Regions from separate parts of the Manis pentadactyla genome. Here region 2 is linked to region 1. A link is a contact called in public Hi-C data. All regions are on one chromosome and are shown on one strand. The core of a region is the stretch at or near the end of the contact, and the rest is flanking DNA. Distances in the headings are between cores, read along the strand shown. Region 1 holds the start of ELMOD2 (ELMO domain containing 2). Region 2 holds the start of RNF150 (ring finger protein 150).

Region 1 (4,706 bases), core at 2,049-4,548:
GTGCCCAGAAGATTTTTCCAAATGCCATCTTTTTATAGCAACTTTTTTGTTGTTATTAGGATTTAACGTCTCTTAACCACATTAGCAGCTTGGGTAACAGATAAGCAAAATGTATCATGATTCCACCCACTCTTGCATGGCTTTTACACCACTCTAACCACTTAAATTCTAGGGAATGGCAGGACATCAGCCATTCTGTTACAGCAATCACCGGTTCTAATATTAATTTAATGATCTTATAAATGGTAAGGAATATGATATAGCCACATCATGTTGGGATTTTGTGGGCCTATTTCTGCACAGTGTAATGTAGAATGCATTCTTTAGCCCAGAGTAATGTTCTATTCCCCTTCCTGAACAACTCCAAGGTCTATCTGTGACCCACTATAATCCTCCTTGCAAGTCGCTCTCAACTCAGCCTATTGCATAAATATACTATTGCATTATTTGACTAGGTTTTACTGTCCATAAAGCAAATAGGAACTGACTTTTATATTGGAGTTCTACTACACAGGACCTCTCATGGATAAAGCAAGAAATTGTTTTATTTTGGTGGAAAGAGAGTCATGAGATTTAGACTGTTCAGCACTAGAAGTGGGCTGCAAATTAATCCTAAACTGCTTGTCTGTGTGTGTTACAACTCCTCAGAGACCCCTCTCATGATATGAATTCCATTTTTTTTGAGAATTTTGTGCAGCTTTCTCTTTATCATAACCTCTTTCTGATATGATCCATACCATATCATATAGTTCAGATCTTAATATAATTTGCCACTCTCATATTATGGGGAACTGTTTTCATGAGAGCCCAACAGCCTGCTGGCAAACCAGCTCTCTAGTTGCCAATTTTTTTAGCCAAAAATCCCGGCAGTCACCACAAGGTGGCAGTATTACCATTTCATTCAAAGCCTCTAATTTACATACATTATGGTGTCAGAAGCGTCTAAAATTACCTGTGAATGTGTTAAAATCATAGGATTTCAGCATCATACTCAGGCTACTGCCAATTACGTATTTTTTACAGCTTCCAAATTGTCCTCCAAGGTGTTTGTGCCTCCTTTTTATAGGCAGCGTACTGGAGGGAGAGTAATTTATTATTTACCTTTATAGAATACTTTTTGTGGTCCAAAGTCACTTAGAAATTTCACTGCCCAAAGCTCTGAATATTAGTTGGATTGATTAACCAGTCAGCTAGTTGGTCATATGTGCCACTACAGCTCTCAAATCATTAGAGTTTCTCCCTCTGTGAGGTAAGTTATTGTAATGTCAATAATACAATGAATGTATTTTGATGGTGATCATGTCTAAGGCCCATCTCACCAACTTGTGGCAGTGAGTTGGAGAGCTTCTTGGGGAAGGACCATAAACATATCTTACATTCCTTTTATGTACAAGCAAACTCTGACTTCTCTCAAAGTGAGATCAAGAAGCTGTGTATCACAAAAAAATTCTGTCAGCTTATTGAACCTCTCGCACAGTTTTCACAATGCCTAGCACAACACACCCTTGTTTAAATCAGAACACTTCCTTGTTAGAATCATGACAGTTAATAGTTATTTCCAAGAGCCTTCTCTTTTTTCACCTGGGCTGCCCAGGATTAATAGAACATGTTAGTGGAGACTAATGCTTCTGCTCCTACCGTTTCCTAATGAAAGATAAGATTTCCTGTGTCCTTCCAGAATCTGACAAAGCCTGATATTTACTACAAAGGAAGGTTTGAACAATTCTCAGGGTTTCCATTTTGCACGGCCAATTAAAACTATATGAACGACACACTTCTCTGTCCCTTAAAAACACTTGGCTTTACGCTGGTAGTGAAAAGGACCTTCATCACATCCATTCTAATTACATACTCAGGTAATTGGATAGTTCTTTCTTACTTCTCCATCTTCAGCTTCATAGTGATTCTAGTACTACCTACCACGACATTTTTATGTACAAAAAGAAATATTCAGTGAGATGATCCGTAAAGTCCTCTTCAAGATCTAAGATTCTATGATTTTATTATTGTAGTTTATGTCCAGATTTCATTACCAGGTTGATTGTTGGTTGCTTCTATGGGTCAGGGATGATGGCTTATTATACACCCTTAACATGTCTGGTGGTTTACGGTTAGCACCTTAAAAAAAATGTTGGTTAAGGTGTGAAAAAGTGTGTATTGCTGTTTTGTGCTAACAAGGGGAAGGAGGGAATATACATATATACACTTGCATAGATTATTCCTACAGATACAGACAAGAAACTAATACTGGTTGCTTTTGAGAAAGAGGGCTGGGGGCCGGGAGTCTGGGGTGCGTGGGAGTTATTTTTCAGTGTTCTGTCTTTTGTACTTGTATTCTACTCTCTCCTTGCTCTTTCTCCCCAGCCACACTAGCTTTCTTGCTACTTCTCCAACTTCCGAAGTCTGCTCCTGATTGAAGGCCTTTGCACTTGCAGTTCTAGTGTCTGAAATACTCTTCCTCCGGATATTCTTTCGGTTCATTCTCTTAGTTCACTCAGGACCACTGCTCTAATGTCACCTGAACACGGAGACACCCCCGATACACTGTAACAACCCACTTCCTCCACCACACACACACACTAATACCTATTTTAGCCCCACCTGACATCCTAAATATTTGTTTATTGTATGACTCACTTTTGGAACACTGCCTGGGGCATAACAGGCAATCAACAATTATTTGCTGAATTAATGAATATACTGTTTGAAGTTGGAATTTTCTAAAAAATCATGCGCATGAATTACATTTCAAGAAACAAAACCATTTAAGATATAAATATTTGATGAGTAAACTGTTAATGTTTATTACAGGACAAAGCCCAAACTTCTTTTCTCATCATATGTGCTCTCCCTGTCTTTCACATATATGCCATGGGCAAGACATTAAGTGTAAATTGCGTTTCCTCATCCATAAAGTAGGACTATTAAAAATTACTTCACAGAATTAAGATTAAATGTAAGTGAAACCTCTTTTGTAACCTTGACGCGATGGAAGTTACCAAAAGCACACTGCTACTTTCGTGCTCGGAGTAGGGGAGTAAAGCACGGTTTCAACTTGCGAGTCGACGAGAGGTTTCAGGCGAGCAGGCTCCAGAGCAGCACTAGGAGAGACCAATCTTCGGCCCGGGGCGTAGTTCCAAGTAGGCGTTGCCAGGAAACCTTCAGGCATCCCTAGAATCCGAGCACGCGCGGCGGAGCAATTGTGCCCAACCTCCTTTCAGCGTTAGTAATTGGTGGAGCTCTGGCCAATAGGAGGGGCCTAAGATGGGGTGGGGGCGGGCAGTGTCCCTGGGAGGGCTTTCACCGGGCTTTGCTCCCTGACTTCCGGGTCGCGGTGCGTGCAGTGAGCACTCTGCGCGGAGCGTCGTTTCCGTTGTCGGCTGTTTGCAGTTGGAGAAACCGAGGCAGCTCCAGCTCCTCCTAGTTCTTCCGCTCCTGTGAGGTGGCTGCCGTTTCTCTTCCTCTCACCCCGCGCTGTTCCGGTGCGGCTGCGCTGAGGGCGCGCGGGTTGCGCGAACGCCCTAGTGCTCCTCTGAAAATCCGTGGGGCGCAGGGGTTGACCCGCATTGTGCGAGCTGCTCCTCCCGTTGGTGGGCAGTGCGCGGGATGCGCTCTGCCGGGCTCCGGAAGCGGGGCTCGGCGTAGACACTCCCCGAGGTCTGAGGAGCTCAGGCGCCCCGAAGCTTGGGTTCCCTCCTCTTGGTAGTTATGCTTTTGTCCTGATGAGCGCGGACTAGATGGATTCATTGTAAATTAAAGTCACTGTTCGGCCCTTTTCTGTTCTGCACTGATTCTGCACTGACTACGGGGATTTCGAATCTGACAATCTCTCAGGCCCTAGTCCAGAGATGATGTATCTGTGCGAATGTTTAAGGCAGGAAGGAGATGGGCATTTTTGTTTAAGTAACTCCTCCTCACTTGCATTCTCTTCAGCCCTCTTCATTTAGGAGGTGATTTTTCTTATGGCATATTCATTTTTATCGACGGCGTAGTCATTACTCATAGTATTTCTGCCCTTCACCTGTTGAATGGGGAAACCAGCCGTTAAGCAGGGTGTGATCTGCTCGGTGTTTAACTTGTATATTTCAATTTGTAACCCATATGTAGTGTTTTTATTTGCGGGCATCACCTGACTGTGGGACAAATGTAACTGAAGTTATCCATAGGCCTTAAGAAGAGCTTGTTCTTTATAAAAGCAATTCTGATACATGGTTTATTTGGTTTAATTGTTGCTTAGCTGGGTTCCTTTTGTTCTTAAACTGTTGAGCCCCATTCTGAAAGAATGAAAAATTAAAATAGGGACGTGTGAGCTTCAATCTAAATAAATGTTTTGATTTTTGCAGTTAATTTTTAAAAAGTAATAAACTTACCACTTGACCAGCCATCATTATAATTAATGTAAATAGTATGTATTACTCCTGTCATTGTTTTCTTAGAGCCCTAAACAATACTACAAAATAAACACAATGGAAAAACATAATTTGACATTTGCTGAGTTGTATAAAGTAATTTTTTTCATTTTAAAATCCATTTTAAGGTCGTTAAACCTATCGTATATTTCCTTCTCCAGGAAAAAATGTTTATTTCTCTGTGGGAGTTCTTCTATGGGCACTTTTTTCGATTTTGGATGAAATGGCTCTTACGACAGATGACTGGAAAGTGTGAATTGCAGCGAATTTTTGATACTTATGTAGGTGCACAAAGGA
Region 2 (4,239 bases), core at 963-3,462, 620 kb after region 1:
GAATAGGTGAGCCATTAATTGATCCAGTGTTTTGGGAGTTTGGAGAGCCTTCTTAGACAGGTACAAATGATGTGTCTCTTTATATTTAAAGAAGCCAAGTTTAGAATTTTATGCATGTGCACAAATAAATTTTTAAAATCCTGTAAAGTCAGCTAACAATCTTGGAGTTTAAAGAACCTCACCCCAATAGAGGTTGATACATTAAATATATTTAAAGATACTTTATATGTTAAAGTGCTCTTCCATTGTCTTCCAAATCATTGACTATCATAAAGTTTAAGTAGTGCTCCTATGACTCAAGGCCAGAGTACAATCTTTGCACCCACAAAACTGTTACACTCCAGAAAGTATATCCAATGTTCCTAAATGCTCTATGATAACTTTTCTAAGATGTTAACTGTCTCATCTCTTCATTTAATTAATTTTCTGGCCTATCTGTAGAAGCATTGAACTTTCTCTGCACCACCTGTTTAAGGCTGACAAGTTCCTTGTTTAAAGCAGCTGGTGATTACCAGAGGCAATCCGATTGTGTATTTCACTAACAGGTGATAGCAAATCTCAGAATCAAAACTTTTTCCCAAAGAATGCACCCCCACCCCAATGTAGTCAAAGTTTGGTGTTTCATTTCAGTGGCATAAGGGTTCTGTCCTGGCTTTTAAGGAAAGTATTTTTGATAAGTGACTCCAGTCAGAAAATGCATCAGTCATTTCTATCCCTTCCTCCTCCCTCTGGATGTCACAACTTCAACACAGGAACCCCTCTGGGCAAGGAGGACCCACCTCTCAAGCACAGGAAAAGCCCTGGACTCAGGGAGGTGAGTCTGCTAAAACTAGCTGCTTATACTGACAAGCCTGGTAAGGGCCTTTTTTTTTTGGTTCCTATGACAGGCTTACGAATAAAAAGCGAGTTTGGGGGCAGTAACCTACTTCTAGTCCGGGCAACCTGTTAGCATAAAGAAAAACATATTCTTTCTACCCTGAAATCGCCTCATTGTCACCAGAAAGAAAACCTTTGTCATATTTAACCTCCCAGTCAGGTAAAGGATAATGCAAAACTTGAAAAGTAGGCACAACTTTATGGACCACTGTGCTCTTCCTGGCTTGCTAAGGATTGTTATTATTTACCTTCGTGCCTGCCTGTCAGCTTCTAAGGATGACAAGCCAAGTCCGACAGCCCTGGACTTTAATGTTATTTATCACGTGCGTCAACCCAACAGGAGGGAACTCAATCTCCCAGGAAGAGCTGAAACCTGATTTGAAGGAGCAAGTTCGCGGTGGTGAGCTGCCAGTAACAGTAACCCTACCCACCTCCTGACACACAGACGCCTGCATCAGGACTATACCTGATGCACACACCCGAGGGCGGAAAAGGGTTATCGGATCTGCCGGCTCCCTAACTGAGAATAGCATCGGACGGAGACCTGCCCTCCAAACTTCACCTCCCAGATCCGCCTAGGAAAAATGAGCCCACCTCGGTAAACCCTCGTCCAAGCGGCGCTAAGCTGAGCGGAACACACTCTCTGGTTCCCCCAAACGGTTGCTCCTCTCTACCTTGTAAGGCTCCCGAAGTGACGCGGAGCACAACTTAGTAGGTCCAAGCACAGGCACGCGCCTTCCACGCAGCCGACTTCCCACAAAGGAGCCGGGAGCTGGGTCCCCCTGGACGCTGCCGCCCCCTCGAGCCCCCCTCCCCCGCCAGGGCCGCTTACCTGCGTGGGACATTGTGACGGTCTCGTTGGCGCTGGAGCCCACGTTGAAGATGACCACGGCGGAGGCGTTCTGCAGGAACGCGTTCCGGATCTTGTCCCTGTACGTGCAGTTGCCCTTGGGGATGAGGGCTATCCAGTTCTTGCCGTGGGCAGGGGCGGCGAACTTGGTGCTGGGGTCGCAGGCCAAGCGGTCGTGCGCCGAGCTGGCCATGGCCACCTCCCCGCGCGCGTCCTGCTTGGGCGAGTGCTCCCCGTAGCGCCCGCACTCGGTCTTCTCGGTGCGCAGCTCGGGGCCGCCGCCGCCGCCGCCGCCGCCCGCCGCCCCGGGCCCGGAGTCCGGCGCGGGCTCGGCGTAGGTGATGTTCACGAAGGCGGTGTACCATTCCTCCTTCTCGGCCACGGTGAAGTCCAGGCAAAGCAGATGAACGAAACAAAAGGAAAGCAGCCATGTTGAGAGAGCCAGACTGCGGCACGCTCGGATGAGAGACATTGCCATCTTCATCCGCCGGGGCCCCCTCCCGCCCCCGCGCCCTCCGGCCGCCCCGTCCCTGCTCCCAGCACCCCAAACCCCGGCCGGCCGCTCCTCCGCCTCCTCCTCACTCCTGGGCCCGAGGGTCCGCGGCCGGGTCGCGCAGCCGCCGCGAGCTCTGCTCTGCGAGCAAGCGGGTGGCGCCAGCCGCTGCCCCTTTCACCCGGAGCGCGGCGGCTGCATGTCGCTTCCCGGGTGCCGGAGGAGCGGGAGGAGCGGGTGCTTGGGGCTTGCGAGGAGTCCAGCGGCCGAGCGTCCTGCTCGTTCGTCCGGCCTCTCCTACTCTCATAAGGGTGGCCGGGGCCCCAGGAGCTGGAGAGGTGGCGGCCGCGCCTGCGGGGGCGGGGACGGCCGCTCCAAGCCCGGGGTGCCGCCGTCGGGGTCCCGGCCCCTTGACGCCCGCGCTCGGCGAGCAGGTCCGGCGGCAGGCGCGCCGGTTCCCTCGGGCTGCGGGCGCCGCGCCCCTCTGTTCGCCGCTGCCTGCGCCGCGCACGACTTGCCACGGGAGGGCCCGGCTCGAGGGTAGTGGAAGCGAGCGGGCCGAGAGGACTACGCGGTGCGTGTCTGCATGTTTGTGTGTGTGTGTGTGTATAATGTGCGCGTGCAAGGAGGAGCTTAGTGTGATGTCAAAGATTCTGGGCTTCGTTTGCCACGCTCCCTCGGTCTCTCATTAAGGGCAGCAGCGACCCCTGCCGGGTCTAAGGTTAAACCCGATCTGCGACTTCAGGTGGAGGCAAAAGGGGAAGCGACTGTGATCACAAAATAACTAGATACGCTTTAAATATAGCCTATAGTAAACAATATCCCCATTTGCAGAAGGAACTGCAGTGAGCTCCCTAATTACCCAGCCTTGGGCCAAAAGGTAAGGCAGCTTGGTGGCGAGGTCCTTCCAACAGCATGCCTGGAGTATCATCTTGGGTAAGGACTATCAAATTTTACTGTGCACGGGCATCACCTGGCGGTTGTTACAACTCAGAATGATGGGCCTTGCCACAGAGTTTCTGCTGCTGGATGTCTCCGGCAGGGCTCCAGCATATATCTTCCTAGGAAATTCCTGGGTGTTGCTGTGGCTGCACGATTAGGGACCACTCTGTTAGGGTGAGTGTAGGATTGGGCTTCTTTTCTCCCATCTGTAAGTGAACATGTGACATTTGTTTTCTTCTAGAATGGATATTTTCTAAGGCTGTAAAGGAAGGAAACTGGGTGAGAGAGAATAGTTTTTCCACTGTGTTTATTCTGGTTGTCATGACTGGTGGCAGGAGACTCACAGCATCAACAGACTAGGGTGGTTGATTTGGGTGGTTATTGTTTATTGTGTGTTTTCCAGTTGTGCATAGAGCTCACACTAGTCCCAGAGAGCACAGTGCCTCTAGAGTACTGCTTTTAACACTGTGACACAGCACAATTCCTTACCAATTAAATGTTTAACTGATCCTTTCCTCCAACAGTTTCCCTGGATCGAGATACCTGTCCTATAAAGACTCTAAAACAATTTGTGGGATGGTTGTCAATCGCTCACGTTGTACTTGCCACCTGGCACTCTTTCAGGGAGCCCGGGACCCAATGCACTGTGAGAACGAAAGTCTGCCTTTCCCTGGGACGTTAGTATGTTTGCAGCTTTCCGTTCATGACAGTCCACCAGCAATTCTTTCCCAGCAGCTGTACAAACGGTTGCTGGCTATCGGGAGAGCAGTGAGCCCCAGGTGTGCCCAAATTAGAAGCCTGTGCAAGAACTACTTAGATGAATTTGTCTCTGTGGCATTTGAGGTGCTAGTTTTGTGTGCTTTCCTAACTTATTCATTTTAGAAAATGGGCTTCGAGGCAATGGGGACAGTGCTTTTTATAGTGCCTAGCCAAGAGACAAACGTGGAGACTGCCTGGCTGCTGATTGCTGAGCCACCGGAGCTCTGGGGAACAGTCCATGTGGCTAAAACCCATAGCTAGGTTCTGTACAGATGCCTCAGCAAACCAAGATGGCTCCCCAAACCTCTCTTGTCTCTTA

What was found. A called contact is a pair of places that touch in the nucleus more often than the background predicts.
Region 2: a Hi-C map of fibroblasts shows a contact between it and region 1, with 10 times the contacts expected there. The contact joins the promoter of RNF150 here to the promoter of ELMOD2 in region 1. A contact is called at or near these places in 2 of 3 Hi-C or Micro-C datasets (fibroblasts and skin fibroblasts).

Annotation. Positions count from the first base shown.
Region 1 is chr5:123,993,207-123,997,912 of mManPen7.hap1, forward strand. It overlaps ELMOD2 (ELMO domain containing 2), which reads left to right and starts at 3,299. Exons shown (of 9, transcript XM_036930910.2): 1 at 3,299-3,442; 2 at 4,571-4,706. The coding sequence starts at 4,577. MGAT4D (MGAT4 family member D) reads right to left here and starts at 3,169. Exons shown (of 12, transcript XM_057503274.1): 1 at 3,000-3,169; 2 at 953-1,074. The coding sequence starts at 3,169.
Region 2 is chr5:124,611,471-124,615,709 of mManPen7.hap1, forward strand. It overlaps RNF150 (ring finger protein 150), which reads right to left and starts at 2,213. Exons shown (of 7, transcript XM_036931488.2): 1 at 1,709-2,213. The coding sequence starts at 2,210.